Regions from separate parts of the Zea mays genome. Here region 1 is linked to region 2. The links are chromatin contacts, called in public Hi-C maps. All regions are on one chromosome and are shown on one strand. The core of a region is the stretch at or near the end of the contact, and the rest is flanking DNA. Distances in the headings are between cores, read along the strand shown. Region 1 holds the start of LOC100279280. Region 2 holds the start of LOC103635288 (programmed cell death protein 5).

Region 1 (2,700 bases), core at 34-2,533, 410 kb before region 2:
ACGGAAACGTGAGCGAGATAAACGAAATTGAGAAAACGAACAAAAACAGAAATACTAACAAAAACTTATAATTTAATATAAATAAAAAATAAAAATGATATTGATGTTTGACTAGTATTTGATTAGAAGAACAATAACATAAAACAAATAGATATAGAGACGCAACATTCTATTGTTGTTTGATTGCTAATGGTGTACATTTAGTTACATCCGATATTGTTTAAGACTTTAAACCATTTGTCATTGAAAAGAGCCGATGATTACAATGGCCACTGGTGTTATAATTTGTCACCTAAAGACACGAGACTTTAGTTTATATACTATGCATATTAGGCTCGTCCCATATTTATCAAATACAGAATAAATACGGATAAAATCCGGATAAAAACAGGATCCCGCAAAAACGGACGGAATAAACTCTCTTCCGTTTCTGTCCCGTTTTCATATTTTTTAATATACAAAAACGGTCGAATCAAATATAGAAAACGGTACAGATCGGGACGAGATTTTATCTGTCCGTTCTGACACAGAGGCATGAGGCCATAGAATACGTTTTTTTCCACATGAGACACTTCACTTCTTTGGATTCGTCCGTGTATTTCTTTGGAGCATACACTGAAACTATCGTGTACACGTATGGTTTTTGATAATCACGACAATCAGAGAACTGATCTTTGTTCTACGCGTTGTGAATAAAAGATAGATCTAAGTCCACACCTGAATGTTTAGCGAGTTGGTCTATCATGAAAAGAATAATGATAGCCATAGGTGACCATGTGCTTAACATGCAAGAAGAAAAAAAGTAAATGTTTAAAATGGATGTATAATAAGCTAATATATTTTGTCTTACCAATCAGATTGATTTGTTATTTGAATGTTTGATGTTATGAACTAAAATTTAGTCAGGAACAAACAGCCATCAGCGTTGAATGCCATGCCATAAAGGGAAAAACATTTTATGTTAGTTCAAAGGAGTTTTTTTTTAATGCGAATAGGCGTCGGGCGTCGCCTTCCTCAAGCCTCGAACCTTCCGCTCGTAAACCGCCCTCGAGCGGTCGAGCGGTCGAGCCGCACCCGCTCTCGTACTCGTAGGCAAGGCAACTTCGCAAAACGGCAAAAAGGCAGCCACGCCTTGTTCATTTTTATTTTTTTAATCTCCTCCCGTCGGCGAAATTTTACACGCCAGCAAAACCGCCCTGAGGATGAAATAGAAAAAACCCCAAACAAGCCCTAACGCGTCCCCCGGAACCAGAACAAGTCCAGTCTGTCCAGAAATACATTAGAAAAAAGAGCCAAAGAGGAGAACACCGGCCGGCGAGGTGGACGAAGCGGCCCGCCGAGGAAATGGCGTCGATGCAGAGCTGGCGCAAGGCCTACGGCGCCATCAAGGACACCACCACCGTTAGCATCGCCAATCTCAACTCCGACTTCAAGGTGTGCCTTCGATCCGGTATCTTTCCCCCCGATTTTCCCGGATTTTTTCCGACCTATGTTTGGGCAGTTCCTTCAAACCCTAGTCTCCAGTGGTGTGCTGCGGCGCGGGAGCATGCTCGGATCTGCTGGTTTTGATTGGCGTCTACTCGCTTTTGTAGGATCTGGATGTGGCGATCGTGAAGGCGACTAACCACGTGGAGTGCCCGCCTAAGGAGCGACACCTGCGCAGTGCGTTGATTTGTTCTTATACCCCGTGTTTCCGCGTATCTAGGCTTCGGCCTAATTTAGTGTTTTTCTATTGGGGGCGGGCGGAATTAGATCGTGCCTATAAGTGGCGAGGGGAGGCTCTGAAGGGGGGAGGGAAGGGCGTGCGTGCTTTTGGGTTCGTGCAGTGTTTAATGATGGTTGATTGTTGCGTGGTGGTATCACAGGGGTTGTTGCAGCGACGTCCATCACCAGGCCTCGGGCAGATGTCGCCTACTGCATCCACGCGCTTGCCCGCCGTCTTGCCAAGACCCGCAACTGGATCGTAAGTTCTATGCCTGAATGCTATTTTTCCTTGTTGGTGCTTAGTCTTGAGATTTAGTTGTTTTTGGATGTAATTTTAATTGGACATTCTCTTTGCGAACATTCTGCACACAATCATGCATCGTATTAAGGAGATTTGGGTTATACTCTGGATGATATATTTCCCTGATGGGATATGGAATATCTGTTTGAGTTGATTGTAAGCATGAACGAAGCCTTGATTCAAATAGAATGCAGAGCATTGGGTGAGTAAGTGTGAACAATTGACTTGATTCAAATGACATTACAACACACAGTATGCTGCTTGTTAATTGCGTCCAGCCAGAAGATTGATAAGGCTAGCAAGAAGGGATTTGACAGTGCTGTCATTTAGGTGCTTGAACATTATGGATTCACAGAAACAAGTGTGTCTTTTATGGCGCTTCCCCCCTCTCTCAATGGCTATCTGTATTTTATATTGGAGGAGATGAGAATTTGGGGCCTTGGCTTGGAGGTCGAAAGCTTCAGGAATTGTCATAGGTCAGGGGCTAGGACTAACCTGATTAGTGCAGGCTAGGGTCATTCTTCGGATTTTTCTTTCAGGTGTTTGTGGTTCTTCTAGTGCTATATAAGGCGTCCCCTGCTTACTCTCCGGTGAGATATGAGGGTTGTGTTGTATGGGATGTTCTTTCTTTCTCTTACCTCTAATTAAAAGATGCACAGATCTCCTGCGTGTTCTAGAGAAAGAATCTTACTTAT
Region 2 (2,700 bases), core at 88-2,587:
AAACGGTTAACCCATTCTCATATAGGCCATAGCAGCAGATCAAAACTTCCGCGCAACGGACCACCAGATTACCTCTTGAGGTTGAACAAGACCACTGCGATGCCAGCCGTGGCAGCTGCTCCAGCAGCCGCGGCAGCCACCAGTGCGGGAGGCACCACGCCCTGATCCTTAGGCGTCCCGGCCCTGGCAGCAATAGAATCACATCCCTCTTCCACGCCCTTGCCCTCGGCAGTGGCGGAACCCTTCAGGGTCTCGATCTCCTCCTCGAGGGCGGCCTTCTCCTGGTACGCGGTCTGCAGCTGGTCCCCGAGCCGTGCACCCCTGCGCATCTCCTCCTCATGGCTAGCCTTCTCCGCGGCGAGGAGATCCTGGAGGCGCTCGACCTCGCTGCGGAGCGTGGCGGCCTCGCTCTCGTTGGTGGCAGCACCTTGCTCGGCGGCGGCGACCTCCTCGCGGGCCTGGGACACGAGAACCTCAAGGCGGCGGGACTCGGAGGACAGGAACTGGTTCTCGTGGCGCACGGCATCGAGCTTCTCCTCCAGGTCGCGCTTCGCCGCGCGGAGGGACTCGATCTCGTCCGCCGCGTCGTGGAGCTTGGGCGTGCCGTCCCCGCCGTTGGTGGAGAAGTCCGCGGCGGCGGCGGTGGGGGAGGCGAACGTATCCTCGCCGTTCTCCATCGGAAACCCTCCTCCTCAGTACTCACCCTCTCTCGCGGCGGCGCGGTGGATGCGGTGCGAGAATGGAAATGGGAATAGAAAAAAAGATAGAGAAGGTGTGGACTGTGGAGAGAGAGGTACCTTTGGGCCCACCTGTAGGCCAGCGAGATGCTGCAATATCAGATGGTAATGGGTACCAAAACCGGAACGTGTTTTACCCGATATATAAGCGGCTATAAGATAACTTTTATACCACAGGTACATTAGTAGACAACAATCTCTACCCATTAGGTAACGGATACAGGTGGATACTATCCATACTCGCATACCATGTATAGAATATATATGTATATTATTATTATTATTATTATCTAATAAAATCTATCTTAGTTAAAATAAAAACCTTCTTTGACTATTGTTTATTTACTATCAAGTTATATAATTATATGGTTTGTTATATTTTAAGATAAACTTATTTTTTATATTTATTTGATATTTTGAATAATCAAAATATTATAATTTGATATCTTCTTAGCGGGTACTAGGTTATCCGACGGATAAAATTACCCATACAAGTATGAGTATATGAGTATAGGTAGATTTTATACTCCGTGCGTATATGGATAACTAACCGACGACAGGTATGTACACATTGGCATCACGGCTCTCACCAAAGGAATAAGGGATGTCGATGTTCCGATCGGACGGCGTGGAGAAGGGACTTCAGATCGGATGGTTGAGATAAGACGTTGGGGTTCGGCGTTGCACACACGCGGAAAAGAAGAAGCTCGATTCGCTGTTTTCTGCCAGAGCACACCGTGGACGCCGTCCCCGCTCAAGTGAGGTTCGGAGCTCAGAGCCTTGCGATCTCTCGGCTGCGCGCGCGCAAGATGGTGAGATTGGCGCTGTGATTTCCATTTATTCTTGGTTGCGAGGATCTGTGGCCTTCTGTCTGTGTTTGAATCTTAGGGTTTAAGTTCTGTTTTAGTGGGAAGATCACGTATCTGATGGGCTGCGGTCTGCGATTCCCCTTTGTGATGAGTTGTTTGATTACTTACTCATCCTGATCCCTGTTCTTATGCTTAATGCCTCGCTCGGATTCATTCCCTACTGGTTTAGTTGTCTGAGAAAGCACAAGGAGACCTGCGCCCAATCTAGTTTAGCACTCTAGACTGAGCAGTTGATGTTTTGAATACCTTTGTCATTGTTCTGGTTCAAAGTCCAAACGATGAAAATTACTGAATAACGGGGAAAATTTAGTGGTTTTGCGAGCTTTAGAGATGAGCTGGAGTGTTGTTATTTGAAGCTGCTCATGCAAGCTTCCTGAGAGTAATTTTGAGGCTCGTGTTCCTTTCATACCTTGTCGTGTTGTGTGTGCCATGTTCATATCTGGTACTCTCTTCGTTCCAAATTATAAGATGTTTTGACTTTTTTTAGATACACTCTTTTTACTATGCATCTAGACATAGTGTATAGCAAAAGCTATCGATTAGAAAATACCAAAACATCTTATAATTTGGAACAGAGGCAGTATCATTCTGTTAGGGTTGGAGGATTCCTTCCATCTCTTCTGTCGTGTTTTGTGTGCCTTTATATCTTTTTTTTTCTAAAACGAGCAGTAGAACTTCGCATTAAATATATTAAGAAGATAGAAGAAACAACAATGGTCTAAAGAAGACCAGAGTATAGTGTAAAAAGCAAAAGAAAAAGGAAAACCCACCTTACGGTGGCCAGAAACAAAAATACACATAAACATTTTATAGAAGACAGCCAAAAGACGTCAACAACTGCCCCTAAACTAAGGCCAGATGGTGCACAAATCTTTGGCACCTGCCAGACACAACCTCTGAGCATCATCTTTGATGTTCTGTATAATTTGGTTGCCACTAGGAGCATCCCCTTCAAACACACATTTATTCCGCTGCTTCCAAAGCCACCATGCCACCAACATCACAAGGGAGTTAATCCCTTTGCACAGCACATGAGGGACCTTGCCCTCCAAATTAGCCCACCAATCTTGGAAAACCAAATCAGCCCTTGTGGC

What was found. Hi-C and Micro-C count contacts between places; a contact is called where the count stands out from the background.
Region 1: a contact with region 2 is called in a Hi-C map of tassel, with 4 times the contacts expected there. The contact joins the promoter of LOC100279280 here to the promoter of LOC103635288 in region 2. A contact is called at or near these places in 4 of 25 Hi-C or Micro-C datasets (ear, endosperm, leaf and 1 more).

What each region holds. Positions count from the first base shown.
Region 1 is chr8:65,328,416-65,331,115 of Zm-B73-REFERENCE-NAM-5.0, reverse strand. LOC100279280 reads left to right here and starts at 1,283. Exons shown (of 15, transcript NM_001152301.1): 1 at 1,283-1,434; 2 at 1,593-1,662; 3 at 1,866-1,963. The coding sequence starts at 1,345.
Region 2 is chr8:64,921,496-64,924,195 of Zm-B73-REFERENCE-NAM-5.0, reverse strand. It overlaps LOC103635288 (programmed cell death protein 5), which reads left to right and starts at 1,337. Exons shown (of 7, transcript NM_001352153.1): 1 at 1,337-1,549. The coding sequence starts at 1,547. LOC100191935 (VIP1 protein) reads right to left here and starts at 707. Exons shown (of 1, transcript NM_001137359.1): 1 at 1-707. The coding sequence starts at 677. The coding sequence ends at 69.